4 separate regions of the Sus scrofa genome follow, and all the other regions are linked to region 3. The links are chromatin contacts, called in public Hi-C, HiChIP or PLAC-seq and promoter capture Hi-C maps. All regions are on one chromosome and are shown on one strand. The core of a region is the stretch at or near the end of the contact, and the rest is flanking DNA. Distances in the headings are between cores, read along the strand shown.

The links. Promoter capture Hi-C pulls out the DNA fragments that hold promoters and counts their contacts. A called contact is a pair of places that touch in the nucleus more often than the background predicts. HiChIP or PLAC-seq counts read pairs in DNA pulled down with a chosen protein or histone mark.
Region 1: a contact with region 3 is called in an H3K27ac HiChIP or PLAC-seq map of skeletal muscle, with 7 times the contacts expected there. The contact joins the enhancer-like site here to the promoter of TGFB2 in region 3. A contact is called at or near these places in 5 of 47 Hi-C or Micro-C datasets (embryonic fibroblasts, mesenchymal stem cells, psoas muscle and 2 more) and 1 of 2 datasets of contacts at active chromatin or transcription factors (skeletal muscle).
Region 2: a contact with region 3 is called in a Hi-C map of fetal skeletal muscle, with 3 times the contacts expected there. The contact joins the enhancer-like site here to the promoter of TGFB2 in region 3. A contact is called at or near these places in 13 of 47 Hi-C or Micro-C datasets (brain, embryonic fibroblasts, fetal heart ventricle and 8 more) and 1 of 2 datasets of contacts at active chromatin or transcription factors (skeletal muscle).
Region 4: a contact with region 3 is called in a promoter capture Hi-C map of fetal liver, with 4 times the contacts expected there. The contact joins the promoter of LYPLAL1 here to the promoter of TGFB2 in region 3. A contact is called at or near these places in 4 of 5 promoter capture datasets (fetal liver, fetal skeletal muscle, liver and 1 more), 9 of 47 Hi-C or Micro-C datasets (brain, embryonic fibroblasts, epiblast stem cells and 4 more) and 1 of 2 datasets of contacts at active chromatin or transcription factors (skeletal muscle).

The regions. Positions count from the first base shown.
Region 1 is chr10:8,977,484-8,984,573 of Sscrofa11.1, forward strand. It overlaps LYPLAL1 (lysophospholipase-like protein 1), which reads left to right. Exons shown (of 6, transcript XM_021064303.1): 5 at 529-645. Among named protein-coding and RNA genes, the nearest start is that of LYPLAL1, 35 kb to the left of the region's middle. Within about 2 kb of position 3,473, at least 19 of the 83 cell types and tissues checked have an H3K27ac peak or open chromatin away from gene starts, as enhancers often do. A contact at or near this core is called in embryonic fibroblasts and skeletal muscle, where this site is marked.
Region 2 is chr10:8,864,930-8,872,652 of Sscrofa11.1, forward strand. All of the region lies in intron 2 of LOC102164422, which reads right to left. Among named protein-coding and RNA genes, the nearest start is that of LYPLAL1, 78 kb to the right of the region's middle. Within about 2 kb of position 4,527, at least 15 of the 83 cell types and tissues checked have an H3K27ac peak or open chromatin away from gene starts, as enhancers often do. A contact at or near this core is called in fetal skeletal muscle, omental adipose tissue, retroperitoneal adipose tissue and 2 more, where this site is marked.
Region 3 is chr10:8,304,370-8,311,714 of Sscrofa11.1, forward strand. TGFB2 (transforming growth factor beta-2) reads left to right here and starts at 1,821. Exons shown (of 7, transcript XM_021064294.1): 1 at 1,821-2,766. The coding sequence starts at 2,421.
Region 4 is chr10:8,943,293-8,951,180 of Sscrofa11.1, forward strand. LYPLAL1 (lysophospholipase-like protein 1) reads left to right here and starts at 3,172. Exons shown (of 6, transcript XM_021064303.1): 1 at 3,172-3,319; 2 at 7,294-7,393. The coding sequence starts at 3,226. LOC102164422 reads right to left here and starts at 3,162. Exons shown (of 11, transcript XR_002336182.1): 1 at 3,039-3,162; 2 at 1,612-1,705.

The sequences.
Region 1 (7,090 bases), core at 2,223-4,722, 670 kb after region 3:
TATCTTTTATGCATATTAAAAATATAGATGATTGAGCTAGGTTTGTTTGTTATGTCATGAGCGTCATCAAACCAGAGAATCAGTTACACAGCCAGTACCTGTTCTGCAGCAATGTCCTAATTTATGAATATGGCGCATTAGTGTTGCAGCCTCGTTACCAGCAATGGAACCAGCAGGTGCAGCGATGCGAATAGACATGTCATTTTTCCCCTGCATCATCCCTTAGCCCTGTGCGCCTCCCTCTTTCCACTCCATGCGAAAGAGGTGTGTCCTCCCAAGACACACGGTCTCTGCAGGAAGTGCTTCGGCCGCCTCGAGCTGGTCCTCTGCGTGTGGGTGCAGGTCACGTCCGCTGTGGCCCACGGGGGCCCGGCCCTCCGGCGAGTTCCTCAGACGGCACCACCACGGCCCCTTTCCCCCGAAGTACTGAGGCGTGGGTTACCCTGGCGTCTTTCGGCCTCTCAGACCCGAGGATGCTGGTCTCCATGAGGGTCTGAGACGCTTCCCTCTTTCTCTTCTCCCCCCTAGGCGCTCCAGCAGAGTGACGGCCTGCTCCCTGAGTTGTTCCAGTGTCACGGTACCGCAGATGAGCTAGTTCTTCATGCCTGGGGCGAGGAGACAAACTCCACGTTGACGTCTCTGGGGGTGAGCACAAGGTTTCATAGCCTCCCAGGCGTGCACCACGAGTTAAGCAAAGCAGAGCTAGAAAAGCTGAAGTCCTGGATTCTCACAAAGCTCCCAGAGTGACGGAATCGGGACGGATTTGTTCACAGACATGTAGTGTCTTGTTGAAAAGTGACTTTTACGGCCAGAGTCTAATTTGATAAATAAGCGAAAATAGTGAGACACATCAGTAGGTTACGGGCTTATTCGTTAAATGCTGGGCACCGCAGAGAGTAGTATGGTCCAGGTCATGGTAAACATTAATTAAGGCAAGCGTCTGTGCGTGATTTGTCAGATACGTGTTCATAAATATTTGGAAACCTTTTAAGTAATTGAGTACTAAGCAATTAAACCAGCTGAAGTAAAGGCAGTGGGAAATCATGAAAAGGTTTCACATGATAGTATTTTGTCTTCATCGTCACCTTCTTTAAACCACCTTCCCAGCGGGGTGTTCGTGTTTCTGTGGTTTTCAGTGCCCCCCCGTCCCGTGTGTCGCGTGGTTTCGCGTTGTCTCCGCCGATCCTCACAGGGCCTTGAGGAGGTAGACTGAGTGGGTGTTACTGGTATTTGATCCCAGGGATAGGAGGAGTAAAGACTCCCCCAAAGCCTCGAGAGTGGAGGCTGGAAGCCTTCAGGTGCCCGCTGGAGCCCTCTTTCTGTGAGACCAGAGTACTGGTCTGCTCCAGGCCTGGGGCTCCACTTAGGCTCCAGGTCCCTGTCAGTACTCAGTATGGCCGGTCTTTTCCATTTTATCCATTCTCGTGGATGTATAGGGGTGGCACTTTGTTGTTTTGTTCTTTTAGGGCCGCACCTCTGGCATATGGAGGGTCCCAGGCTAGGCCTTGAATTGGAACTGCAGCTGCCAGCCTCGCCACGGCCACAGCAACACCAGATCCGAGCTGCGTCTGCGACCTACACCACAGCTTGGGGCAGCACTTAACCCACTGAGCGAAGCCAGGGATGGAACCCGTGTCCTCATGCGCTGAGCCACAATGCGAACTCCGTTATTTTCACGTAATAGGAATTTCTTGAGGTATGATAAGAGAACAGAATTACCAGTGCCTTGCACACATTTCAGGAAAATTCAGATTATATGAGACACAAAGACAGCTGGTACACAAGACTTTGTGTGTAATTTTAACACGTGAAAAACCAAAATTATATTTACAGAGAACCAGTGTACTGTTATGTATGTTTGATTCTGCTTCACATCTGCCTGTAGAAACACGTCTCTGCGGCTCTACACGCATACAGCCTTTCCCAGGGAAGGGCGGCCGCAGCGTGTTCCCGCACTGAGGCTAAGGTGCAGGTCCTTGCGTGCGTCATCGCGTGCGTCATCTCTGTCATATTGGTCAACTCTGCCATTTAGCTGCAACCAGATCAGGTCCGTTTGTTCCATCCAGCACTGAATTAAGCTGCTATGATCAGAGCTCTAAGCACCAGCCACGCTGCAGCCCTGGTCCCAGCTGCGCCCACCAAGGGCCTGGTCCCATCCAGCTGAACAATTTCCATGGCCTGGTAAGGATGTGCCTCAGGAGGCCAGCTGTCCTTCTCCTTACGTCTCTGTACCGACCTTCCTACTTCGTCCAAAGCATTCATCCAGCGTTGCAAGGGCAATTGCTCAGACTCCATCTGGGCCTGCAAGGCACAGTCCAGGGCGGTGCAGCCTCCACCAGAGCCCCGGCCTTAATGGTCAGGAGGAATCACAAGGCTTTGAAAGAGCTTTACCTCATCTCCCAGCATTTTATTCTGACCCTTGCCCAGAAAACAGCCTAGGACCCCTTTCTGAGGACAGCTGTATTTATTGACCTAACCACCTCACCAGGGTGTGTGGTCCAGGAGAAAGTAAAACGGGTAGATCCAGACATCTGTTGAGTCAGTTTTTGCTGAGAAAGACCCAATGCTCAAAGATACCAAACCCCAGTGAGTTGTAGGGACTGTGTGCAGCCCATCCAGTACCTGACTGCCAGCTCACTGTTGAATCATTTTGCAACAAAAGGCTCTGCATTGTTGAACGGGAAGCTTTCCAGAAATAAAAGCCAAAAATACAATACAGATTCATTTTATGAGCCACAGTAGTGTGGCCCCTGTCAGCTTATCAGACTGGAACAGTGACACATAACCTGAGAAAGTATTAATACACAGTGAGGCACCACTTACAACCCCAAGAAGAGGTCAAAAGTCAGATGTAATTAGTGTGTCAGGAGCAAGCATGGGCAATGCCCCAGGCAGTGTGGTTGCCTTCACTGCCAGACAACTGGGTCAACTTTCGTCAGGACTCAAAAGTTTGGCATGCAACGGCAGGCCGTATATCAAAAACACTGGCTCCTTTGCTTTGTATCCAGTATAATGGTTGATGTGTCACCGTGTCTAGTCTGCTGATGGCTTAAGTAAGCAGTGCTGGCAGTCTGGCCGTCCAGTCTCGACCAGCAGCTTGACTCCAGTCAGTTTCAGCAGAAAAGTGGGTCCCTCTACATAAGTGACTCAGATGGTTCAATCAGCAGCCACTGTTTATTTCCTGGGTTAGCAGAGCCAAAGGGAGGGGGGGCTGTCTTTAATCTTCCAGTCTGTGGTTCGCTAAGTGACAGTCCAAATAATCAGGCCATGACAACAACTCAAGAGTCAGTAAAAATATAATGAGGTTGATCCAATGTTGTGTTTGCCAGAGCTATGAGGGCAACCTCGAGTTTTGCCCACTGAGCAGAAAGACCCTGTCCACTTTCAGTTCTGAGTCGCTGGCCCTGAGCCCAAACAGTTGCATCTGACCAGTGGCCACCATCGGGTTTCAGCTCAGCCAGCCACCGCTGAAGCAGGCCCAGGCGTTAAGGGAACCTCTGTGACTCAGCGGCCCTGCACCAGCAGCTATGCTGCAGGTGTTGAGGTGGAAGAGCTGCCATTTTTTCATGTAGAGCCAAGGCGCCGCTGAGGCCAGGCCGGCTGCAGTCTTGAATGTGCCATTTCCACGACTGGATCCTTTTCACGTTGTTAGTCATTGAGTCTGAGTCGATCCATCCCAAAAGGGAAATACCAGGCCAGAGAGTCACAGTTCCTCCAGGGGACGGGCACTCCGTTTCAACAAGAGCCCAAGAGTAAGCTGACAGCTGCTTTTTCAAAAGAGGTCCAGCTGGGAGCTGTGGCAAGGAGGCGGTGAGTGAGTCCAAAGGAGGCCACCTCCGACTGCCAGAGGCTGCAACTGGCAGCATCGTCTGTCACAGAGGCTTGTGGCCTGAAGGGTCCTCAGCGGTGGAGGGCCCGGCAGCTCCCTCCGTGCAGCCCCTCCCAAGCAGGAGAATGGCTCTGGGACCTCGCGGGCATTTACAGCGTAAGCATGTCAAACATGAATACCAGTCACACATTCAGCAGCGGGACCCAGAGGACAAGACACTGAGTCCCCCCTGAGGGCTCCACTCCCGGGTTTACGTCTTCCTCCTTGCTGTGAACTCTTGCCCAAGCCGAGCAGTCAAATTTGGGCATAATCCTCCCTGGAGGGACCTGTCGGCCGGAACTCGGGTGCCAGTCTCGGCCAGATCCACAAAAGTGTGAACCCCTTCTCTTTCCCACATTCCCTGGGGATAGATTGCGATTTTTCATCCCTTTGGAGAACAGAGCCGTGTCACCCTGGCCCCAAGCTGTCCCTTACGCCAGCTGAGGTCTGTGAAAGGAGGAGGGGCGGATCTCAGGGGTATGGGGGCGCAGGGGGGAGACTCCATGCTGTCCCATTTCAGTTTGGAGAGGCATATCGGTGGCCTGCAACAGTTCGGGCTTTCGGAGTCTGTTTCTCACTCTTCAGGGGGTCGACCTCACCAGCCTTGTAAACTCCATCTAGGACCACGAAAGCCTGTCCCTGAGTGCCAGTCAGTGCCCTCTCTGTGGCTTCCAACTGGAAATCGTCTCCAGGCAGTTTTCTGAAGGGTCCAAAGTGCCCTTAAGGCAGGTAGGACCCAGTGTGCTCTGTGGCCCTCTACGCCACCCCAGCGGATGCAGGGCTGGCGGCGTAGACGCGGCTGTCGTGTTGCCCCTTGAGGAGCATGCTGCATGATGCCATCCATCCATCCACCAGAGAGCGGTCTAAAGATTAGCCGGGCCTCTCCCCGTAGGGATCGTGAATCTCCCTTCCTTCACACTCGAGGCAGGTATGTGTCTCTGCACCTGTTGTCAGAAGGAGGAAGGATCCTTCTGTCCATACAGAACGAATGTTAGTATCCGTTATTCTAAAAGGGGGGCCCGAGGCTGAGATTGACCGAGGTCCTTCTACTGGAGGAGAATTAGCAGTAAACAGGGTACCAGTTGGGGAGCTGTCTTGATCCCATTCTTGCCCAATTGCTCCTCATTAAGGGAGAATAAGCTGGAACACCATTTACTGCCCAGTTGACCAGCCAGTTTGTTCAGCGTGTTCGCTGCCATATCCCCAGGACTTCCCTCAAATTCTGCAAAGCCTTCGTTCTTTCCTTTTTCATACTTCAGTCTTTCAGAAAACGAGCGTGAAATTTAGTTTGAAATATTGAGTGGAATTTTACAAAAAGATAAGCTATTGTCTGAAAATATATGTATTTTTTATGCTCCCCTCAAGTTATTACGTGCATTACCTTTGTGATTTTATTTAGGCCTTTGTCTTGGACTGGTTACGAAAGCCATATGTGATTTTTATACTGGGAATAGAATTAATGGGTCTATGATGAATAGTGGACATCCTGTTTTGAAGAAATCATATTTTGGGCAAAATGCCCATAAGAGACCTGTGTTTTTGCCAATAGTTTTTAGTTCAGAGCCTCTGGGATCTTTCTTTTTTTCATTTTTTTCTTTTTTTTTTAAGAAGTGATGAGAAAGTTTAATGTGCTTGCATTCTATTTTAAATTCCTATTAGAGATTATTTCAAAATAGCTTGTTACTTCATTTTTTGTTATTGTAGCAAATTAATACTTTTTTTGGTTTTGATTTATTCTGGTATTTCACTACCTACTCTTAAGGACATAGTATTACTTGAATTAAAAAAAAAATCACTGTTTTCATTTTCTCTTTCCCTCTTTCTTCCCAGCTCTTTGTTTTGTTTTGTGTTGTTGTTATTGTTGTTTGGCCCTGCCTGCACCATGTGGAAGTTCCTGGGCCAGGGATCGAACCCACACCACAGCAGCGACCCAGGCCACTGCAGCAACACCACCAGAGCGTCAACCCTCTGCGCCACAAGAGAACTTCAGTTTTTTCTAGTCAGTTGGTGGCTTGTCCATTTGAAACTAGAGGAACACTTGACGTATTAATACTTGACATAGTAATTTTGGCCATTCCTGGTCTGTTTTCTTTTGCCAATGAAATTATTGAATTTGAAATGTCTGTGAGAGACAGACATCTTTCCCTTGGGCACTAGGTATTAAGCTCGTTTCTCTGTCCTATAACCAGAGAGAAGTGTCAAAACCAAAGATCACAGCATGCAATCGGCAGAGGCAAATAAATGGCTCTCTCTAAAAATTTCACTTCAACAGCAATAAATCTCTAGTTCAACTTAAAAACAGGGTTTTTAAATGGCGAATGAAAAAATGTATCAATTTCAAATAGTAGCTGAAATCCTTTAAAAAAAAAAAAGTTTCTTCTTAATTAGCCTGTGAAATGTCGAGCGGGCTTCAGGGCAGCTGTTTTGACGCTGTCTTGGTTCTGCCACAGCATCAGGAATTTCTCTGGCTGGAGGGAATCCAGAAATTATCATTTTACACATGGAAACTGAGATCCAGAGATGGTTGGTGACGTGCTTGGAATCCCGAGGAAGCCTTTGCCCTGGTCCATAGAGCCATGGTGGTAATACTCAGAAAGGCCGTGAAATACTCACCTACATTTCAAACGTCAGATTCAGAGCCATTTCCTTTCCTTTGCAGACATTCGATATTCATGCTGCCTTTGGCTCCATTTTACTGTTGTGCTAAATGCACGTAGTGGTCCCTCCCTCTGCCTCAGTAACAGGCTCAGCCTCATGTTTCATAATGGTGCAGATTTAAGAGTTTTTAAAGCCGATTAACCATTTCTCTCAGAGTTCTAATTTCTGAGCCCCATAACCTGCTTCAGTCCTTATCTTACTCGATGTCTTTATAGAATGTGATGCGTTGATTAACCCCTGATTCTGGAAACTTGAACCTTCCAGCCTGGTTTTTTAGTATCTTTGGACTATGATTTCTCTGTTTCCTTCATTTTTTTTTTCTTCTTGCTACTCCCTTTAATGTGAAGGCTCCTTTTCATTCTGTTTTTCTCCTCATTCTCTTTCTGGGTGATCTTCCACATATATGGCTTGGGAATGCTGGCCCCATAGCCACCTGTCTGGCCCCAGGCTCTCATCATTGCTCTCCACCCCCGCTTATACCTCCTGCAGGAGCGTCTCACCTGGGTGTCACACAGCCCCCGACACAGTTCATATCCTCACAACACTGCAAAATGTTCACACAGT
Region 2 (7,723 bases), core at 3,277-5,776, 560 kb after region 3:
TGGCTATTCAAGGTCTTTTGTGTTTCCATACACATGAATTTTTTTTTGTTCCAGTTTTATGAAAAATGCCATTGGGTAGTTTCCATTATGGTACAGCAGAAACATACCCAACTAGTATCCATGAGGATGCAGGTTAAACCCCTGGCCTCACTCAGTGGGTCAGGCAGCTGTAGCTTCGATTTGACCCTTTGCCTGGGAACCTCCATATGCCATGAGTGCGGCCCTAGAGAGAAAAAAAAAAGAAATGCCATTGGAAATTTGGTAGGGATTGCACCGAATCTGTAGATTTCCTTGGGTAGTATAGTCATTTTGACAATATTAATTCTTACAATCTGAGAACATGGTATATCTTTCCATCAACTTGCGTCATCTTTGATTTCTTTCAGCAGAATCTTACAGTGTTTGGAGTACAGTTCCTGTGCCTCCTTAGGTAGATATTAGTCGTAGATATTATATCTTTTCTGATGTGATGTTAAATTGGATTGTTTCCTTAATTTCTCTTTCTGATCTTTCATTTTTAGTGTAACAAAGTGCAAGAAATTTCTATGCATTAACTTTCTATCTTTCAACTTTACTGAATTCATTGATAAGCTCTAATAGTTTTCTGGAAGTGTCTACAGGATTTTCTACGAATACTATATGTCATCTGCAAATGGTGATAGTTTTACTTCTTCTTTCCCAAATTTGATTCCTTTTATTTCTTTTTCTTCTCTGATTGCTGTGGCTAGGACTTCCAGGACTATGTTAAATAAAAGTGGTGAGAGTGGACATCCCTATCTTGTTCCTGATCTTAGCAGATATGCTTTTAGCTTTTCACCATTGAGTATGATATTAGCTGTGGGTTTGTCATATATGACCCTTATTATATTGAGGTATGTTCCCTCTATGCCCACTTTCTGGAATGTTTTTATCATAAATGGGTGTTGAATTTTATCAAAAGCTTTTTTTTCTGCATCTATTGAGATGATCATATGATTTGTATTCTTCAATTTGTTAATGTGATTTGCATATATTGAAAAATCCTTGGGTCCCTGGGATAAATCCCACTTGATCATGGTGTATGATCCTTTTAACATATTATTGAATTTGCCTTGCTAGTATTTTCTTGAAAAATTTTGCATCTATATTCATCAGTGATACTGGACTGTAATTTTTTTATTTTGTGGCATCTTTGTCTGGTTTTGGTAACAGGGTGATGGTGGCCTCACAGAATGACTTTGGAAGTGCACCTTCCTCTGAACTTTTTTGGAATAGTTTCATAAGGATAGGTGTTAGCTCCTCTCTAAACGTTTCATAAAATTTGCCTACAAGGCCATCTAGCCCTGGACTTTTGTTTGTTAGATTTTTTTTTTTTAATCACAGACTCATTTTCAGTATTTGTAACTGGCCTATTCATATTTTCTATTTTTTCTGGTTCAGTCTGGGGGGATTGTACCTAAGAATTTTTCTATTTCTTCCATGTTGTCCATTTTATTGGCATATAGTTGATTGTAGTAATCTCTTAGTGGTCTTTTTTATTTCTGTGCTGTTGGCTGTAATTTCTCCTTTTCCATTTCTAGTTTTATTGATTTGGGCTTTCTCCATAGAGTCTGACTAACAGTTTATCAGGTTTATTGATCTTTTCAAAGAACCAGCTTTTAGTGTCATTGATCTTTTCTACAGTTTTATTTGTCTCTATTTCATTTACTTCTGCTTTGATCTTTATGATTTCTTTCCTTCTACTAACTCTGGGTTTTGTCCTTCTTTCTCTAGTCCCTTTAGGTAGAAAGCTAGGTTGTTTATTTAAGATATTTCTTGTTTCCTGAGATAAGCTGTACTGCTATAAACTTCTCTCTGACATCTTTACATTGCACATTCTACCTTCAAACTAAAGGGGCCGTAGAGAAACAGGAGAAGCTGTTAGGGTACAAAGAAATTCAAAAGATAATATGACTATTATGTTTCCAGTAATTTTACAAATGAATGCTCTTAGAAAATGTTACAATTCTGTAGACTGAAAACATATTATCATAAATAATGTTAAAAAATAATAACAATTTTTTTGTTGTTAACATACTTGTTGGTCACTGATTTCTCTGTAAAAAAGCATTTGATTTTCAAGTTATTTTCACTCTTTTTCACTAGGGATACTTCAAAATGTATTCTGTTGATTCACTCTGAGAAATCTAATCTTCACATCTGCTGAAGCCTGGAATTTTTCATGCTAGAAATCCTACACATTACAGATTTTTTTTTTTTTTTGCCTGTTATGCTTATTAAGCTTTATATTTAATCTGTTTTGTGCTTGTTTAAAATTTCAGATCACATACCACACTGGTACTCAGGTTTTCTGTGACTTAAAAATAATTTGTAATTAAATCACATTTTGAAGTTTAAAAAAAAAATGATCAGCAAAACACTGACGATAAGCTATATAGGATTTAGTTTCCTAAATGTGGTGTTAAAATAAAAATCAAACATGAAATTTATAAAAATTCTTTGGAGTATACTGCATCAGAATTCCTATTTCTTTCATTTTATTTTTCTAATTCAAGAAGGAGAGTAATTCTAAGAGCAACTGAAAATACATCCTGAATGAAGACATTTACGTATGAGATTAGGTAACTATTTCCAATTAAAATTGCCACTTGGATAATATGTTTTCCATATTCACATGGGTTATAATATTGTGACTATTTTTATGGCTAAAATTTGCATCTTCATGAAGGAAAAGAGTGCATTATGAGGAAGAATGAAAGAGTTCTTATTACTCCCTGGTGTGGTGTTTCAATGACCAACTTATCTTTCTCTTAAACGTCTGACTGCATTTTGGTATGGAAAGTTCTGTGCCCAGGGAATATCCGAGGATAAAGCTGTACACAGATGTTCACATTATGACTGCTGCTTTGTTCCCATACTCAGGGCCTTGTTCTCTTTCTTGCTTACAAATTAATTTGCTCAAGTCAGGATGGTCCACGTTCGTCGTATTTACAGACACCACCGCCCGACTGAAAAACGTTTTGTCCCTGTACCCAGCCCCAGTACCATGGCCTGGCTTGGTGTGTGGGGCGCCTCAGGGAAGAGCACGCCATGGTTCGAAGGGACCACATCAGACCACAGAATAAAGGTGCTGGGTGAACATCAGAGCTGGCCCATGACTGAAGGACTGGGGACACGGAGCAGACGGCAGGGGTGGGGTAGGGGAGATGGACAGGCTATCCTGCAGCAGAAACAAAGCCAGATGGACTGATGGAGCTCATTCAGGAGCCCGCAGACAGGTGCAATGGAAGTACCCGCAAGTGATGCCTAAGACTGAAGGTGGAGGATTGGGCTGAAACTGCCCAAACCGACAGCGATGTTTTCTCTCTTTCTCTTGGACAGGCAACAGGGTCAAGACTTACACATTTGTGTAAGAACCGTTTTGCCATTTTAAACAAATCAACACTCACAAATCACAGCCCTCCCTGCCCCAAGGTTCATCTGCCTTGTGTCATCCTTTGGTGACAAAAAGCAAACTTCAAAACAAAACAAAACAAAAATGCAGGCTGGTAGTAAAGCCTTCTTTCACCAAGGTCCGGCCTTGGGGCTAAATGGGAGCGTTCTGCCAGCCATCAAACTTAACGGCCTTTAAACATGTGCAACATTTCTCTCAGCAAATTGGTTCCTTAATATGGTAAAATGTGCGGCACCCAAGGGGAAATGCTGGTGATCTCAGAGGCCAAAGCTGATGGAGTCACAGTACGGTATTCCTGAAAAGCACTCCTACTTTCCACTTTGATACAACCAGAAGCAAATACGAGAGGCAGGAGGTTTTGACATCCATTGTTTATTCTCACTGAAATTTTCCTCCTATAGAGCACAGCACAGTGGTTTAATTCATAGCTTATGGGATTTTTAAAAATATAAACCATTCAAATTTTTTCTATATTAATCAGTGGTTTCTAAAGATCCACAGGGATAAATAAACCCTGCAAGCTGGCAGGGGCTTTTCGTGGCATAACCACTGGTAGTTATAAACAGTAAACAAAACATAGTAACCATTTTAAGCACAAGAGATTGCTGTATCACTGGGGGCATAAATCATTAGTTTAATAATTTCAGCAGCAGTGTCTCTAAAGCAAAATTAAGCCAACAGTTCCCCCTGTGGCAATAATGAAGTACTGTAATGTGAAAAGAAAAAAACAACCAAGAGAAGGCATTATTGTGCCTTGGAACCGACTGCAAATTCAAGTTCAACACAGAACTGTAGCACTCTTGTCTCTGAGCTGCTCTTGTGAGAGGTGGAGAGGGGGTTGCCTCCAAACCCCACGTCTCTTTTTGGGGACATTTTGACAAGCACAAGTGCACTTTCATTTAAGCCCCCCATGGCCGGCATGCACCGTACGGAGGGCACGGAAGCGATGACATGTCCCAATTGAGAAGATGACGCATTTCTCTCAGCTGTGTAGGCAGACATTATTCACAGATTTCGAGAGCGCCAAAGGGGTGCCAGGCCCGGGACAGGACACGGAGATGACACAGGTTCCCTTCCAGGGGCTCTCGAGCTAGATGGCCAACAATCTGAACAGAAACGCTTGGCAGCTGTGAGCTGGGCCAGTCCACCCAGCCACATGAGTAAAGCTGGCCTGTCTTTCCCATGAATTTCACCCAGTGCCAAAGTTCATTTTAAAAAAAACAAAACTGGCTAATAATCTGTGCACTTTGGCTAAGTGTACTTGCCAGTGGGGCGTTATCCAACAAGAGGAGTCCAGGGAGACCTTCGTGATTCCCCCTGCTGTACGGGGTCAGTTCTATAGAACCTTCCCTTTCCGCCCGGATTTCTCCATCTCTTTCATGAAACCAGTATAGTCCTGCCATTTTCCTTACCAAAAAAAAAAAAAAAAGTTCTGGAGTTCCCATCGTGGCTCAGTGGTGGTTAACGAATCCAACTAGGAACCGTGAGGTTGCGGGTTCGATCCCTGGCCTTGCTCAGTGGGTTAAGGATCCAGCATTGCTGTGAGCTGTGGTGTAGGTTGCAGACGTGGCTCGGATCCCATGTTGCTGTGGCTCTGGCATATGCCGGTGGCTACAGCTCCGATTAGATCCCTTGCCTGGGAACCTCCATATGCTGCGGGAGTGGCCCAAGAAATGGCAAAAAGACAAAAAAAAAAGTTCTGATTGGAGACAGGGGTTTTTCCCCCTCAATAATACCATTTATTTAAGGCAGGATTTTACTTACTAACACCATTCCCTATGTTTTTTAGAGTACTTATTACAGACACAATTATCTCTTTGGAATGTATTTGGTTTTAAAAGTATGATTTTTAAAATAATACAGAAGCTGTATTATTTTCACGAAACTGACTCCCAGCTTGACTCTCTTATGCACTGGATTGAAGTGGTGATTTTAACAACACAGGGATACAGATTAATCTAGCAAGTACAGGGTCAGAAGCACTCTTATGGAACAGACACAACCTAATGATTTAGAAATCGTTAATCAACAGATGGTTTTTTTTCCCCTGGGGGGGAGGTGGCTTTGTTTTCAACTGTGATACTTTAGATACAGTTGTCTTAAAGAACCCAGTGACTTTCCTTAGTAGGTCAGATTACAGATGCAATCGCTTGCTGTACACATGCTCCTTTATTAATCTGAAACGAGACAATGAGATGGAGAAGATGGCTCTCTCTGCACCTTTAAGAAAAAGTTTTTCTCCACAAGCTAAATATATTATTACATCTTTTAACTCTCTCTCGCCAAATAAATTTTGAAAGGTACCAAGCGAGCATCATCACCCTCCTCTACCCTGTACTGTAAGTGTGGCAGGGAAGCATCGTGTATACACAGCGTCGACTAGCACATCTCATTTATGGTCAAAGAAAAGTTAGAGCCGGATCCTCAGCAAAATTGTAAGGAAATGTGTTCGTCCTTATTTCTGCTCCCTTCTCTCTTCTCCAGGCCCTTCCCCTGTCTTTAGCTCCTGCATGTCTTATGTCTTCAGGGACGCTATTGACTAATGTCACCATTCTTATTTACATGGGATGGCTCTTAAGGAACCTCCTTAAAAAACTAAACATAGAACTACCATACAATCCAGCAATTTCACTCCTGGGCATATATCCAGAGAAAACCATAATTCAAAAAGATACATGCACCCTGAGGTTCACTGCAGCACTATTGACAATAGCCAAGACATGGAAGCAACCTAAATGTCCACTGACAAAGGAATGGATAAAGAAGATGTGGTACATATATATAATGGAATATTACTCAGCCTTAAAAAGAACAAAATAATGCCATTTGCAGCAACATGGATGAATCTAGACCAACATATTGAGTGAAGTAAGTCAGAGATAGACAAATATCATATGATATAACTTACATGTGGAATCTAATAAACAATGATACAAAGGGACTTATTAAAACAGAAAAAAAAAAAAACCTCACAGATTTCAAAACCAATCTTATGGTTACCACAGGCGAAATCCTTGTGAGGGAAGGAAGAATTGGGAGGGTGGGAATAGAATATACACACTGTTATACAAAATAAATGATTAATGAGAACCTACTGGTTAGCACAGGAAAATCTACTCAATAGTTTATAATAAACTATATGGGAAAAAAGAATGGACATATTTATATGTGTGACTGATTGCTTTGCTGAAACCTGAAACTAATACAACATTGTAAATCAACCATACTCCAATAAAATTAAATTTAATAAATAAATAAACTTGGTGACCCCTAAAGGTTTCCCATACTCATGACCAGGACACAGGCCATAACAGGATATATACCTAAATAGGATTTCACAAATCTCAACTGCAGTAGCCAGAGCAACAAACACATAGAAGATACACTCATCTGATATAAAGTGGAAGAACAGGCTAAGAATGTACATACCCAAAGCCAACTAGTCAGAGAGGATTGCTAATCTTCTACTTTAAGAGGCCACAAATATCTCCCAACTGGTATATCCATCAGAATTGACTAGCTGCACCCACAGAATGGGAGAACATATTTCAAGTCATCTATCTGATAAGAATGTATGATTTCTACAGAGTGTATGAAACATATAAAGAAATCTTATATCTCAACAATTAAAGACCATCTAATTCAAAAATGGGCAAATGATTTGAACAGACTTCTCTCCAAAGAAGAAATATAAATGACAAATAAGCACTTGAAAAGATGACCAATATCATTTAACATTCAGAAAGAAAATGCAAATCAAAACCACAATGAGGGAGTTCCTGTCATGTCTCAGTGGTAACAATCCCCACTAGAACTCATGAGGACGTGGGTTCGACCCCTGGCCTCACTCAGTGGGTTAAGGATCTGGCGTCACAGTGAGCTGCGGTGTAGGTCGCAGACACAGCTTGGTTTCCATGTTGCTGTGGCTGTGGTATAGACTGGCAGCTACAGCTTTGATTCAACCCCTAGCCTGGGAACTTCCATATACCACGGGCGTGTCCCTAAAAAGACAAAAACAAAACAAAACCACACACACAATGAGATGCCACTTCACACCTACTAGAAAGGCTGTAATCAACAGACATATAATAGCAAATGTTGAGGAAGATACAGAGAAATCTCAAAGTTTTATATTTGCTGCTGGGAATGTAAACGCTGCAACTGCTCTGGAAACCATCTGGCAGTTCCTCAAAAAGTTACACAGAGTTCCCATATGTCTGCAATTCCACTCCTAGGTAGGTGCCCAAGAGAACTAAAAGCATGTGGCCAAAAAGAACTTGAACACAAATT
Region 3 (7,345 bases), core at 571-3,070:
GAGAAAGTTCCTGGTGACCTTTCTATAATAAAAGGGCCGCCTGAACTGGATGATCCTACGATGGCTTTGCGTTTGGGGGGAACCTCCACAGTCTCCAGTTTAAATCATCTGTCTCGTCCGTGTGGCTGCAGTCAGGAGGAAATGAAAATGTTGACTTTGAGGAACTAAAGGTAAAAGAAAAGAAAAAGGGAAAAGTGAACAGGGGCAGGACTTATTTTTGGGTTCCGCTCGTTTGGACTAGGTGGAAACAAAATGCCCGGTTAGGAGGCGGGTGTGACAGCAACATCAAACACTAGCAATTCCTGCTTCCTGGATATATGCTGTGGAAAGAATGAAGAATGCTTGCTGAAGTCTAGCTGGGGAAGGTGAGGACAGAGCCATGCCCAGCAGGGACTCGGGCGGCAGCCAATTCAGAGGCTCTCCATTCAAACAGTAACATAAACAAACCCGCTTCATTCTGCAGGTACAGAAGAGCGAGTTCTCTTTTTCGCCCTTCCACACTCCAGTGGGGGCCTAGGCTGTAAACAGAAAAGCGCAGGACGATGAGTTCCAGAGCAGCCCGGGGCTGTGGACTTTGAGAACATGATCCACCAAAAAGACAGCGGAGAGTGGGTGCCCTGTGTCAGGGCTGCCCCGGCGCCGGATCCACTGCTTGGTGCTCATTTGCAGAGAGACAGGGAGGAGGGAGAGAGCGTGCGTGAGCACAACAGGAGGTAAGACTTCCATTCTAGAGCAGGGGACTCCATCTGGGAGGCTGTGAGTGAGCCACACTCAGTAAAAATGGGAGGCTTGCTCGCTTGTCCTTCACCCGACGGGTCCAAAATGACTATATAAAGCAAATGCCATAAATCACCGCTGTCAGGGCGCACACTCCACCTCCTCCGTCCCTTCCCCGCAGCCGTCCTCGTTTCCACACCCCCTCAACGGTGCAGCGAGAGCTCGTGGTCTAAGTAAACGAGAGGACTTCTGACTGTAATCCTAGCACGTCACTTTGTTGAAGGCAAACACGTGGTTCAGGGAGAACTTATAAATCTGTCCTCCCAGGCAGGATCGTGATGTTATCTGCTGGCAGCAGAAGGTTTGCTCCGAGGGGAGCTCCAAGACGCTCCGAGGAGAGAGGGGGGAGAGAGAGAGAGAGAAAGAGAGAGAGAGAGAGGAGACGAGAGGAGAGGCAGAGAGAGAGAGAGAGAGAGGCAGGGATTCGGAGACCAAGAGAGAGGCAGCGAGAGATAGAGACGGAAGGAGGAGGCCTGGGGAGAAGAGGGATGGAGAACCACCTAGGATAACGGTCTAGGGAGGCTTCGGGGACCAACCGAGGGGCTGCCTGGCTGCAGAACGGAGCAAGGCGAGGACCTGCTGCCGGCCGCCAAGTGCCTCCCACCCTAAGCGGGAGAGTCCGAGTGGGCGAGAAGGCAGGCGAGGGTCGGGACGGGTGGGCTCCACGGGATCCCCTTGGCCACCCCCGTAGGCATAAAGCTGCCCGCTCGGCGCGTCCGCGGGGGGTGAAAGCGACGGCGGCGGCGGCCGATCGTCTGTTGCCGGGTTGGCGTTTGGAGCGAGAGGAGAAGGAGGAGCAGAAGGAGGGAGCTGGAGGCCGGCGCGTCCGCCAGCGGCGGCGGCAACGTGGAGTGACCGGGCGGGTCGGCGCGCAGCTCCGGGAGCAGGATCCTCGCCGCCTCCCTGCGCGGCCTCCTCCGCGGCCCCCGCCGGACCCCGCCGAGCGCCCCCGCCTCCCCGCCGCGGGCCGGGCTCGCCCCCCGCGCGCGCACTCGGGCGCGCGCTCACGCTCACACACACACACATACACACTCACACACGTGTGCGCTCCTCTGCTCCGGAGCTGCTGCGGCTCCTGCTCTCGGCGCCGCCGTGGAAGGCAGGGCCGCGCCGCTGCGTCCTCCGATCTATAAACTGGAGGCGGCCTCGGCGGCCCCCTGACAGCGCTCCCCGCGCCCCTCCCGCCGGCGCGCCCGCCGCCAGCCCCGGGGCCTTTTCATCTTCCCTTTTGGCCGGAGGAGCCGAGTTCAGATCCGCCACTCCGCACCCGAAACTGACACACTGAACTCCGTTGCCTCCTCCTAAATTTATTTCTGCCTAATAGCCACTCGTCTCTTTTTTTTCCCCCGGTCTCGTCGCTCCAAGAAAACTTTTGCTGACTCCCCCAAGTGAGGGTTCCCCCTGCCCATCGCATATTAATATTTCCACTTGGGCAACGACTCGCTTTTTCTTTTGAAAGGAATTCAGGCAAGATACCTTTTTCTTTCGGACATTGACTCTCGATTGTTTGCAAAAGTTTCGCATTAAAAAAAAAAATCTACCCGACCGGTACTTTGAGAGTTGTTGTTGGTTTTTTTTTTTTCTCTTGCATTTTTTTTTTTTTTACTTTTTAAAAAATTTTTTTTCCACCTTTAAAAAAAAAAATGCACTACTGTGTGCTGAGCGCTTTTCTACTCCTGCATCTGGTCACGGTCGCGCTCAGCCTGTCTACCTGCAGCACGCTCGACATGGACCAGTTCATGCGCAAGAGGATCGAGGCGATCCGCGGGCAGATCCTGAGCAAGCTGAAGCTCACCAGCCCCCCAGAAGACTACCCCGAACCCGAGGAGGTCCCCCCGGAGGTGATTTCCATCTACAACAGCACCAGGGACTTGCTCCAGGAGAAGGCGAGCCGGAGGGCGGCCGCCTGCGAGCGCGAGCGCAGCGACGAGGAATACTACGCCAAGGAGGTTTACAAAATCGACATGCCGCCCTTCTTCCCCTCGGAAAGTAAGTACTGCTCCTCGCTGCCGTTCCCCGGGGCTTAGCGCTGCCCGATGCTTCCAGAACCGCCGCCACTCCAGGGATCGCCCTGCCCTCTCCCGGTGCCCGCTCGCGCTTTCCCCTGCTCCCGTCCTCCGTCCCACCCGCCTCCTTGTCAGTCGTGTGCTTGAGGACGTTAGGCTTTCAAACGTGGACGTGCGACTTTATTTTCTCCATGTGTCCCTTCCCCCCACGCCCCGTCCTCTATAAGGCGGTATTATTCCCTTTTTCTCCTCCCTGGAGTTCTCGACTCGGCCACCAGCTCGGAGTCAGCCCTCCTCTGTCAAACCCGAGGCGCTCCCGGGGGCAGAGTTACACCGGGAAGCCTTGGTGGGTTTGTTTTCTTGGCTCCGATTGGCTTGGAGCCCGCCGATCTGGTGCCCGAAGGGTTAAAGAAAAAAGTGGCTCAAAACTAGCCTCTCCGGAAGGCGCCCCTTTCCGTGCCGACCTATCAGCTGATTCCCCGAGCCTTCTCCATTGTCTCTAACTCCCCGAAAAATGTCAGCATCGCCAAGACAAAACCCGAGTCGGAGCTCCGTCCAGAAACCTGCCTCCTACCACTCAGTTCTTGAACCGATTGCCTTGGCGAGGTGTTTACACCCCCTCCCCCAAGGCGAGATCGTGTAACTACGTCGCCTTTGGATTTCACCTGGGCTGGTAGAAGGGGCAGCTTCGTTTCTGACGACGTTTAAAAGGGGTTTTCCTTCACGTTATTTTTCAGAGTTCACTCAAACCTGCCTCCTTCCAGTCACCGGTGTAGCAGATCCTTTTTCTTAGGCGTTTATCGTTTGTCTTGCTCGCTCTGAGCTCCCTGCAGTCACTTGGTTGCATTCCTAAACCTCAGCGTAGAAGACAGCCGATTTTTTTTTTTTTTTTTTAAACTGGCTTCTCTGAGGACAGTGTCCCCAGAACCAGCTGGCATATAGTAGCAAGGGGAATGAGATGATTGATTGTGGGGTTCCTTGGGGGGAAGGGGGCGGTTAACTCAGAATTGTTTCCAAGTTCTTTAAAAAAGAAAAAAGGAAAGAAGCAGCAGCGTCTATTGATACCTGAGAGGGTTAAATACCAGGAGGAAGGGGTGGGGGTGGGGGGGAGGCTCCAACCTTCGCTGATTCCAAATCCCAAGTCGTCCACTTTTCATTGGTTGCCCATTTCTCTCCGCCTCCCCTCGCCTTTCCTTGCCCTATATACTCGCTGGCTGCCTTCACAGAGTCTCTGTGTCTTGCTACAGAGATAATATGGCCATTTTATCCTAGGGAGGTGCTTTTTTTTTAAAATAATTTATATTTGGCTGGACAAGCCGTAGTTGCCCGACCTGATGGTCCCAGATTGTCAGCTCAAGTATCCGAACCCCAGCCTCCCCAGGCCACCTCTGTTTTGAGGAAGCCTCTCCTCTTATTGCAGAACAGAGCAGAGCCGAGGCAGGAGATCCGAGCAAGCAGGATGATTTTATTACTGTGGTTGGGACACCGTCCTCAACAGTGGTGATGAACGCTCTCCATCCCGGTGATGGGGGGTGGGGATGGGGAGTAAAGTTTTCTACCTGGGGTGGAGCCCAGGAGAAGTTAGGAAAGAACGTCATTGTAGTTAGTCCAAAACCTTGAGACCCAACAGGGAGCTGAGCTGAGTCCGTTTGCTTTCTCCAGCACGTGCATCTCTTCTCCTGGAATTGGGGCAGGCTGGCAGGTATGTTCTGTAGACCCTGAGCCAGCTGCCCTTTCAGTGTTTACCTGCAAGAGCCCTGATGAACCGCCAGCCCTGTCATAACACAGAAGAGGTCTCATCTCTTCATCAGATAGGTGTGAACAGGGCAAGTTACCCAAGAGGGTGTTCAGGCTTTGCTCTTGCGAGCACTCTTCAGTCTGAAGAACCGAGACGGTCCAATCCAGGATCATAATCCTCACCAAACTGGAAAAATGCTCACATTGTTAGGATTTCAGAGGTTGGCATCTAAAATTGGTGTGTGGATTCCTTTCTGCATTCTCTCCCAGGTGCCCAGGAAATGAAAGCCTCTGATCGGTGCAGCCGAAATACATGCTCTCAGTTTTCTTGCACAGAATACAGGTTCCCTAAAGCCTTGAAAGAAGCTGAGGAGTAGAAAGCCTTCTTAATAGCAGATCTGATACTACTGTGCTAGGACTGTGGATAATTTTATAGAAAGTAGGTTAACTGATTTTCCAGCACTTTCTAGTTATACTGGAATATAGTGAAGCCTTCCAAAAAAAAAAAAAAAAAAAAAAAAAAGGAAGAAAAGAAAAAAAAAATCACTCCACCATATTTTTAAAGGGCACATTGAAAGTACAGCATTGGCTTTATACACGGACTTTTCCTCCTGACTTTTAACTCGATCCTTACTGCAGTGGCTGTGCCGAGGGAGTGTGCCTGTCATTTCTTGAAGTGAACCCTCGGAGGGTCGTAAGCATCAGAGATGAAGGCATGAGAAAGATCACTGGTTCATTTTTTTTTTTTTTTTTTTTAACCACCAGCTGATTAGCGTTCAGGGAGTGACTTCAGCTTAAATATTACAAATATGCTCTAATTATACTCAATGAGCTATATATCATTACAGATTGTTGATAGTCCTTTGTGGGACACTTTATATAGTTCAGACTAAATATTTTTAGCCATGCAGAGTTCTAAAAGTAAAAATATAAGAGATATTGTATATGCCTTCAGGCATATTTTGTTTTAAATATTATCCTTGGCCCAGGGTGCTATATAAATCTAGTAAATATGAATAGAACTGGCCAGGTGCCAATCTCCTAGGATGAATTCTAGTCGAGAAGGTATTTATGGGATATAAATAATACTGTGTCAACATTTGAAGAAGGGGGTCTGATTAGTTTCGAATTTATTCGTATTGATCTTTTCACAGGCTGTTAGTTGAAGGCTCAAAGTGGCGTTAGGCTCAGGTTTACCCATCCTTTACCCAGGGGGCATTAGTGGACTTCTCGTCTTTTGGACCATCCATTTGAACTTCGAGGCACATCTATTCCAAAGACACTGTACCAGGCTTTAGACCTTTAGAACGTGTGACTGCTTAATAGAGTAAGAATCCAAATGATTAACGATGAAACTATGTAGGAGCATGGACGGTCAAAAAAAGGGAAGAGACAAAAAGTTTCATTTTTTTCCTTTGCCCTCGCTTTTCCATTGCCACACATCAGGCTGCTGTCGTGGTGATTGTGCTCACCCCCACCCCCCAGGGCACATTGGCAATCTCCAGAGACATTTCTGGTTGTCATGACTGGGGGAGGGGGCACGTTGCTAACCATTGGAGAATACACAGAACAGGCCCCCTCTCCCCCCACCCCATACATCAAAGAATTATCCAGCCCCAAATGTCAGTGATCCCCACGTGGAGAGGCCCGGTAACCCCGGGATTTATTGGGGGTTACGGAATTCTGCCAGTAGTACCATCTCAAAAGTAATAACCCACAGAGAAAACCTCTCAATGGTCAAAAGGACAGTAAAATCGAAGAGAAAGATAATCAGAAAGCTTTCTTAAAGAAGTGGGGGTATGATTTAGACTCGCTTGTATGGTGTACACGTTATAATGAGGCTCCTAAAGAGCCTAAATTAGAGGCATCAAAACCTCCCATTCATTTAGCCTAAGTAATGCTGCTGCCCCACCCTTTCATCTCAGTCAGCAGCAAGGTGCTGTGTATCAGGACAGAGAAAGAGAAGCGAGGAATTTTCGCAGACTTTCTTTGCAAGGAAAAGAAGCAGCTCACGTTCATGAGGTGTCTGCAAGGTCGGCCGCCAGAGGAAGTGAATAATCACATAGGTGTCTCCATCAGGTTGAATTAGAGACACTAAAGCACACGGCCTGAAACATCACAGTGAGGTTCCCTTGCAACGGTTTCACATAAATGCTAAACACTGAATACCCAATACCGAGCAATCTCTCCTTCTAGTTCCTCTGGAGTTTTCCTAGTGAAATTGTAGAATGTGGAATGGCTACCAAGAGCACTGTGGTTTGGGGGGACTGTGACTTAACAGTCTATTCATGGATCTATCTTTCCGTAGACCCGTGGCTGGACTCTTGGCCAGCTGCCCAATGAAGGAAAATACTAGCAGTTGCTGGAACATAGTGATATTTTTGCTTGATGTTCAGGAATTTCTGTTTCTTTCTTTTTTAAAAAATTACAGTTGATGTACAATATTGCGTCAGTTTCAGGTGTTCAGCGAAGTGATAGGGGTTTTGTTTTTGAAGCTTCTTTGTGTGGATGTGTGAGGCAGAGGGAGAGAGAGAGGTTCAAGACAGACTTGAACCCCTTCCCCGGACTTCCATGACGAGTGAGTTGTGAATCCACAACAGACCAAACTCGAATTCCCTCATATCACCCCTTATGCTAAGTCTAGTGCCTAATTGTGGTTGCATTTAACTTAGGCCATGTTCTCGGCTAGGATATCCTCTCTTTTCTTTCCAAATACTAGGAAAAACCCTCAAAGATATGTACCGGTCATAACTGAAGCAGTTGGGCCGTCTTTGTTGCCAAGAAAGGCTAGTCGGTCGGCTTCAAGCCTCTCCCGAGGAGTCCCC
Region 4 (7,888 bases), core at 1,922-4,421, 640 kb after region 3:
TCCCACTGAACACTTGGCAAATAAAAACCAGCCAATGGACAGGATAAGAGCTGATGCTCAAGAAGGTGGAAAACAACAAAGGCGTAACTGCGTGTTGTCTGCATGACTAAAGTGATTCCATCTAACTGTGATCATTTGAACGTACCAAATATACTCCTCTAAATGGACAATCCTTCAACTGCTTTTTTAAAGCCAACAAGTAGGTCTTAAAGGATTTCTAAACACATCGTGTCACGGCAAACTCAATTCTGACCTTACCGTTTATGTGTTTAGATCACAATAGACACTGAAACACTGCAAAAAGGAAGGGTTACTGCTATTTGCTGTTATTTTATTTACTTGTTTTTCTGAAATACTTTTGGTTTAAATACTGAACGGAAGTTACCAAGAGGGAGTGCATCAATAATGGGCTTATAGCCCCTTCGATGATAAAACTGTAGCCCTCTGAATCCTTGAGGCAGAGCTTCCTCGCCTGCCTGCCTGCATCTCTCACAAGCATCCTATCCTAATAAATCTATTTCTTGCCTAAAATAATAATAATAATAATGGGCTTTAGATTGGCTGAAAGCAAATGAAGAAGAAGAAGGAAAAGGAGAAGAAGAAGAGGAAGAAGAAACAGGCAAAGAGAAAGAATGTATGAACAGATATTCTTCCAGGAATAACTCTTTCCCTCAAATTCAAAAGGGCAAAAGATCCACCACAAAAGAAGCAAGCAACCATCCTGAAACTTAATTACATTTCAAAGTAATGCATGAAAGGACCATGAAAGTTACAAAGCAAAGTAACATGAAAGTAACAAAACATTTTTGTTCAGTAGTTTGCCTACCAGATGGCATTTCTAAATATAGAAATCTAAAACCTTCTGTTTATTCTATAAATAAAGATGAAAAGAAAAGCAACAATAGCTAAGCATTGAAATCACTGGAACTTTTTTTTAGGAGTAATTTGATTAGGTTTGTAAGAATCTGGCTTATTCCTATAATGGCCTTAAATCTGGGAAAGCTCAAGTTCTAGGTGAAACTCAGAATCCCTGCCTTGAGGTACTGCTTATCTACCTGCTCAAAGTGGTACTCATTCAAGATAGAGGAGCAAACCTTAATACCAGGAGACAGGGAATCTGAAGAAACACAGGGACTCCTAATCAATAGAGACTCTAAAGGGCTACAGTCTTAAGTCTCATAAGCCTTTTTTTTTTTAAAGAAAAAAAAAAAAAAAGAGCTGGAGCATATCCTAACTTTTGTGAACTAATGTGTAACAATTAAGGACCTGGATTTTGGAGTCAAAATCAACATGTAAGTCCAGGATCTACAAATAACTGGCAGTATGACCTTGAGCCATTTCTCTACCCCCTGAGCCTCACTGGCAAAAATAGATAGTAATAGTACACAGTTTTATGGGAATTTACTTATGACAGGGCTTGACACCGAGTAGGTCCCAAAGAATGTCAGGTGTTTATTATTATTATTACAATTAGCAATAATCATCATCATAACTTAACTATAATCCTGATTTTTTTTTTAAATTTCTGTTTCAAAAACACAACAGGGGTAGTGCACAGCAAAGTATTTCTGGCAGTAAATGAAGCTCTAAGAGTAGATCTCAAAGCCTTACCTGGCATGTCACCAGTGGTCTCCCCTCCTATAGCACTGCCCTCTTCCCATCTGGATCTTGAAAGTTGTCAAGAATTCATGCGGGAAAGGCTGGTCTAGAAATAAAAGTATTATTTGAGAGTTGTGTATATCCAAAATGAGCCCAGCCCAGCACCCCCCTGCCCAAGGACTCCATTCTCCATACCCTCAGCCCTAGATCTAGAGCCTTTCTGATTCAGTGTTCCTTTTTGATCTAATGGCATGTAGGACCATTCCCACAGAGATCAGTGGTTTAACTGATGGCACAGAGCTAATCTCAGCAACTGACCAGTGACAATAGACAGTTTAGTCACCTGGGGGTAGCGTGATCAACTTGAACATACAAAAAATAAGTTGCAATTGCTTAACTAAGGTGCAGACTACAAGGAATGGAAGGCTGGCACTTAATGGCACTTAGAGTTCTACTTGTTTGTTGAATTTTTCACAGGAATGAACTACCTCCTGGGTCTGCAGCCCTCAGTACTGGAAGATGTCTTTGGTCAGGCCTTTATATAGAAAGTAACTCCTTTCCATCGCTCTTTATTTTTTTTTTAATGTAATAAAATATACATAAAAAATTACCATTTTGACCACATTTAAGTGTATAGTTTCAGTGGCATTAGGTACATTCACAATGTTGCATCACCATCACCACTATTTCTAGGAATTTTTCATCATCCCAAACAGAAAGTCTGTATCCATTCAATAATATCTCCCCATTCCCCTCCCCCCAAGCCCTTGGTAACCTACTACTCTGCCTTTATGAATTTACCTGTTCTAGATACTTCATATAGGTGGGATCATACAATATGTGTCTTTTGTATCCAGCATATTTTAAGGTTCATCTGTGTTGTAGCATGTATCAGAATTTCATTCCTTTTTACGGCTGAATAATTTTCTGCAGTATGTGTAGTCCCCATTTTATTTTCCATCTAGCCATCCATGGATATTTGGTTTGCTTCTTCCACCTTTTAGCAATTGTGAATGATGCTGCTATAAACACAGGTGTACAAGCGTCTGAGCTCCTGCTTTCATTCTTTTGTGGGTATACCTACAAGCAGAACTGCTGGATCATATGGTAATTCTGTTTCACTTCTGAAGACCCGTCAAACTTTTCCCACAGCTGCTCTACCATTTTGCATGTTCCTCGGCAACTCACAAGGGCTCTAATTTCTCCACATTAACAGCCCTTCTTTTTTGTATGGTACCGCTTTAGCTCAGATTTTTCTGAGCAAATTATCTACAAACACTACACAGAGTTATTATGGCTGTCTTATCCTGTATATAAAAGGCTACGTTCTGTTACATTTTCAACATAACACCAATAGTTTTACAAATAAAAAAGCAATCCTAACGGTTAGGATTGCCGTCAAAAATCCTACAGTAAATAAGGAGATCCTTCAGCCTTACCAATGGGGTCACGTGCACGTCACGACTCTTAGCAAAAGGCCTGAATCGCCAGAGACCCGGCCCCGAGGCCGGCCAGCGCGGCCCCGCCGCGCATGCGCGTCTCCAGGCGCGCCCCTGCGTGCCGACGTGCGCGCGCCCGCGGACGGCGTAGGGGCGGGGTCGCCACGCTCCGGTTCTGGCCGTCGTCATGGCGGCTGCGTCGGGCTCCATGCGCCTGCAGCGCTGCATCGTGTCGCCGGCTGGGAGGCACAGCGCCTCTCTGATCTTCCTGCACGGCTCAGGTGGATTACAGTTTTCCGTCCTGGTTACGGCAGCACGGAAACGGTCCCCCCCCGCCCCGGTTTCCCCAGGGTTGCCCCAGTGGAGGAAGCGCTGGGTCCCCGTAGGGCACGTTGGACTCCGAGGGAGGGTGACGGTCCCCTCGCCAGCCCCGTGGCTGGGAACTCGAGGACCTGGCCGTCCCCACTAGTCTTTCTCTTGTCGTGTGGTCACTGCCCACCGTCTTTGCTTCCGGCCCTGATATGCCATCCCCGAGCCCTCTGTCCATATCCTGTCCATTGCTATTCTTGCTACGCCCCGTTCCTCTCCCTTAAGCTTAAACGAGCGAGGTAGAAAGGTAAGCCAACTGCTAGAGACAAGTTTGGTACTTTTCAGAGTCAGCTTTTAGTGATTAGAGTTTGCACCTGTCTTGGATTAGTATCTCTTTTCGTGAGGCACCGTGCCAGGGCTGGAGGGGCTTTCTCCTTCATCCTTCCTCTTTGCTCTCTTGTCGTTCAGCCCCCAAGAGAATGCGCAGAGTCAACTCTGAGTCCTTTCACTGCCTTCATTAACTGGTTGCCTAATTGTCCATAGCGCTTCTCACACTTACCAGTAATGACTTTTCTTTGTCTTCCCCACTTCACCACTTCTTCAAGAGTAAGGACCCTTGTTTTAACGTTTGCATCCATAGTGCGGGGACCAGGGTAAGTTCTTGGGACATGTTTTTTGAAGACAGGAGATGCAGCCTTGTCCTCAGAGGGCCTACCTAAAGTTAAAAACAACAAAAAAAATTCATTTAGTTTGAGTCAGCAGCGGATGGGAGATCACGAGATAGAGCATGGATTACTGCCAGGAGAACTGTAAGGGAAAAACTCTGGGTAGGCATCATTGAGGTTTTTGGAAGATGAGCTTGTTCGGGTTGACAGAGGAAGTGGTCTTTGAGCTGGGCCTGTGTGGCTTTAAAGAGAGTAGTGATTGGACAGTGGAGGGGCTGGTAAAGGTACAGGGTGGAGACCTGGAAGTGGTCTTATTTTAAAAATGAGCCTGGATGGGTTGGACAGTTTGTCCAAGGTCACTTGGCAGTTCTGTGGGTGGGGTTGGAACTGGTATTAGAACTCAGATCTCTAACTCCAAAGTCAGCGCTCTGGGGGGTTCAGGTGAAAAACTGAACTAGGATGCATCATTTTGGAAATAGGGAACAGACGGGCAAAAGATGTTTAAAGGGAAAGACTTGACTGATGAAATATGAAGTTGGGATATCTGAGGTGACAGCAATGCTTATAACTTGGAGACTAATATTAATACCATCTGGGCTCCAAGGGTGTTTATAAGCACCCAGAAATTCCCCAGGATCATAGTCCTTTGAATAAATAAATTATTTCACAATATCTTGAGGAAATACTCCCAGTCTTTTTTCCTCTGGACCACTTTGCTTAAAGTCCCGATTCATAATCTTCATTTTCAAATTACTGACATTTTAAAATTTGTAACTGTTTGTCTCAGACCCAGAGTTATATATTTTTCCCCTTGTACTTTGCACAAAGAGTTTATCCGAAGAATTCTGCCAATTATGCAGGAACAATGCCATTCCTCTATATTTTGAGCTCCATTGTAGTACACCAAATTTATTAGGAGTGTGATTTTAGACTATAAAAATGTGCTTTTGTTAGGCTTCTGCTCAATCCAGGTATGGACACACTAATTTTAAGAGTTTTATCATACTCTTGGAATAAGGTGCTGGCTTTTTATTTTTATTTTTTTTTGTCTTTTTGCCATCTCTTAGGCCGCTCCCGTGGCATATGGAGTTTCCCAGGCTAGGGGTCGAATCGGAGCTGTAGCCACCGGTCTACACCAGAGCCACAGCAACTCGGGATCCGAGTTGCGTCTGCAACCTCCACCACAGCTCACGGCAACACCAGATCCTTATCCCACTGAGCGAGGCCAGGGATTGAACCGCAACCTCATGGTTCCTAGTCGGATTCGTTAACCACTGCACCACGATGGGAACTCCAGGTGCTGGCTTTTTAAGGAGTGGCCTTTGCAAGTGGATGGGTGCATATTGTTTTATAACATTCAGTTTTGCTCTTCACAGTTGAAAAAGCATGTTTAGAGGCAGATTTTGTCTGTTTTTTATTCTTAAAAGCCTTGAGTTTCTTTTCTAGGTTATGGAAGCCATAGAACACCATATGGGAATGTCAGCTACTTAAAGCCAACTTAGTTTGCGCATTTCCAACTACTAAAATGTCAAAGAAGTACCTCCTTTCAGGATGATAAAAACAAGTGATAGCTTAATTAGCTTTGTCCTGCTTCTCAGATTGGATTAATTTATTTGTTATAGGGTCCATGAAGACACTGTGGCTCTCTTTCAGTGGCAATCATTGTATATTCTACACTAAGCTCTAAGGTTCACTCAGGCCCGAACCGTGCTTTCCCAACAATGCGCTGAGTTGGCTCTTACTAAAATTACCAGTAACCTCTGTATTGCTGAATATAATAGATATTTTTCATTCGTCTTCTCATGGGAATTGTCAGCATTCAGCTTTCCCCTTGAAACATTCTCCTGGTTCTTTCTGCCTTTATATGCTCTTTGTGGTTTATTTTGCACCGTTCAATGACTAAGGAGGACAAAGTGATGTGGACAGATGGTTGGGTTTTTTTTAACTATTTTTTTTTAATAATTATTTCCCCAATACAAATTTTTTTTCCGACTGTACAGCATGGTGACCCAGTTACACACACATGTACACGTTCTTTTGCCTCACATTATCATGCGCCATCATAAGTGACCAGACAATAATTCCCAGTGCTACACAGCAGGATCTCATTGCTAATCCATTCCAAAGGCAGTAGTCTACATCTATTAACCCCAAGCTCCCAGTCCATCCCACTCCCTCCCTCTTGCCCTCGGCAACCACAAGTCTATTCTCCAAGTCCATGAGTTTCTTTTCTGTGGAAAGGTTCCTTTGTGCCGTATATTAGACTCCAGGTGTAAGTGATATCCTATGGTATTTGTCTTTCTCTTTCTGACTTCACTCAGTATGGGAGTCTCTAGTTCCATCCATGTTGCTGCAAATGTTACTATTTAGATGTGGACAGATGCTTAGTTTGTGTCAGTCCTGGTGTAGGCATTCGATGAACAAATAATCTCTGGCTGAAACACAAAATGAACCTTTCCTTGCAGAGTGTATATTCTAGTGAAGTTATCCCTGAATCCTTAACTGGGCCTGAATGTGACAAAACTTTGAAGCACTAAGCCTCTTACCTTTGCATCTTACATTTAAATTACTGAATTAATGAACTGACTGGCTAAAGAAATTAGAGGTGTTACCTTCAAAATTTTCTCTTTAGGACTATATAAAATGAACCTAGATTCCCTTCCATTTTAATGGAAGTATACATACATTAATTCCTGCATGAGTTTAGGTTGTTTTTCAACCTTGAGGTGTACAGTCATTTTAGATTATGTAAACATGTTATCAAAATTCTCATTTCTTCATATTAAAAATACAAGTATGCTGAATACACCTTTTGAAGGAATTTATTGTTTTAACCAAGAAAACTGTTCCAGGTTGTTCCAACTACAAAAGTTTATAAGCACTTGAGGAATATACTGTTTTTAAGAATGAAATAAGAAATGACAATATTTAAAATCAGATATGGTAAGAAATTCTCTTTTAGAAAAATCAGCTTCGTTTATTTATTTGTTCCTGTTATATCCTTTAAACAAATACGGAAACTCAAAACTGTGGTTTAAGCAAGTTTTTAAAGTGATCAGTGAATAAAGTCAGAAGTAAAATAAAGTTATTTTTAACGACTGATGCCTGATCATTTAGTTCATATTGATAAATCAGTTTCTATATCCGTTATCTTTAGTTATGAAGACTTTTTTTTAATTCCTTGTTGCTGCCTCTATGTGACATGAAGATTATAGACTGCTTTTACATACACTGTATTATCAGAAATGTTTTAACTTAATCTAGATTTTGTGATTTATCAGGTGATTCTGGACAAGGACTGAGAACATGGATCAAGCAAGTTTTAAATCAAGATTTAACATTCCAGCACATAAAAGTTATTTATCCAACGGCTCCTCCCAGGTATGCAGTAATTTAAATCACTCCTCTGTGGCATAGAATATATAAATGTACCAGCTAGATGGTTTTTCAGGTTAATTCTGTATTTAAAATATTTTAGAGGGAGGTCTTGTTTTTCCCAGAACTTTTTTTTTTTTTTTTTTTTTGGCAATTACTCTATTAGACCAAGTTTTGCCAGGTGAGAAATGTGTTCTTTGTAAAGCACTCCCTGAAGCGCTTAGCTTAAACTTTGTCCCAGGCACAATTTACAGGACGGTTTCCTCTGGCCCTACAGATTGCTCATCTTTCAAGCTCTTTTCCGCTTCATCCCCTAAAGAAACTAATAAATCCAGTGAGCGTACTCTTTCTAATAATTTATTTAAACAAGAGTTCAGAATCTCTGGAAAAGAGTTTTGTGGCATTCTTGCTGCACTTCAGAGGATTTAGAAATAATTTTAAGCTTTTTGAATCAGTAAACCAGACTAGGAGTACGGAATTGACTACGTAATATTTATAGAG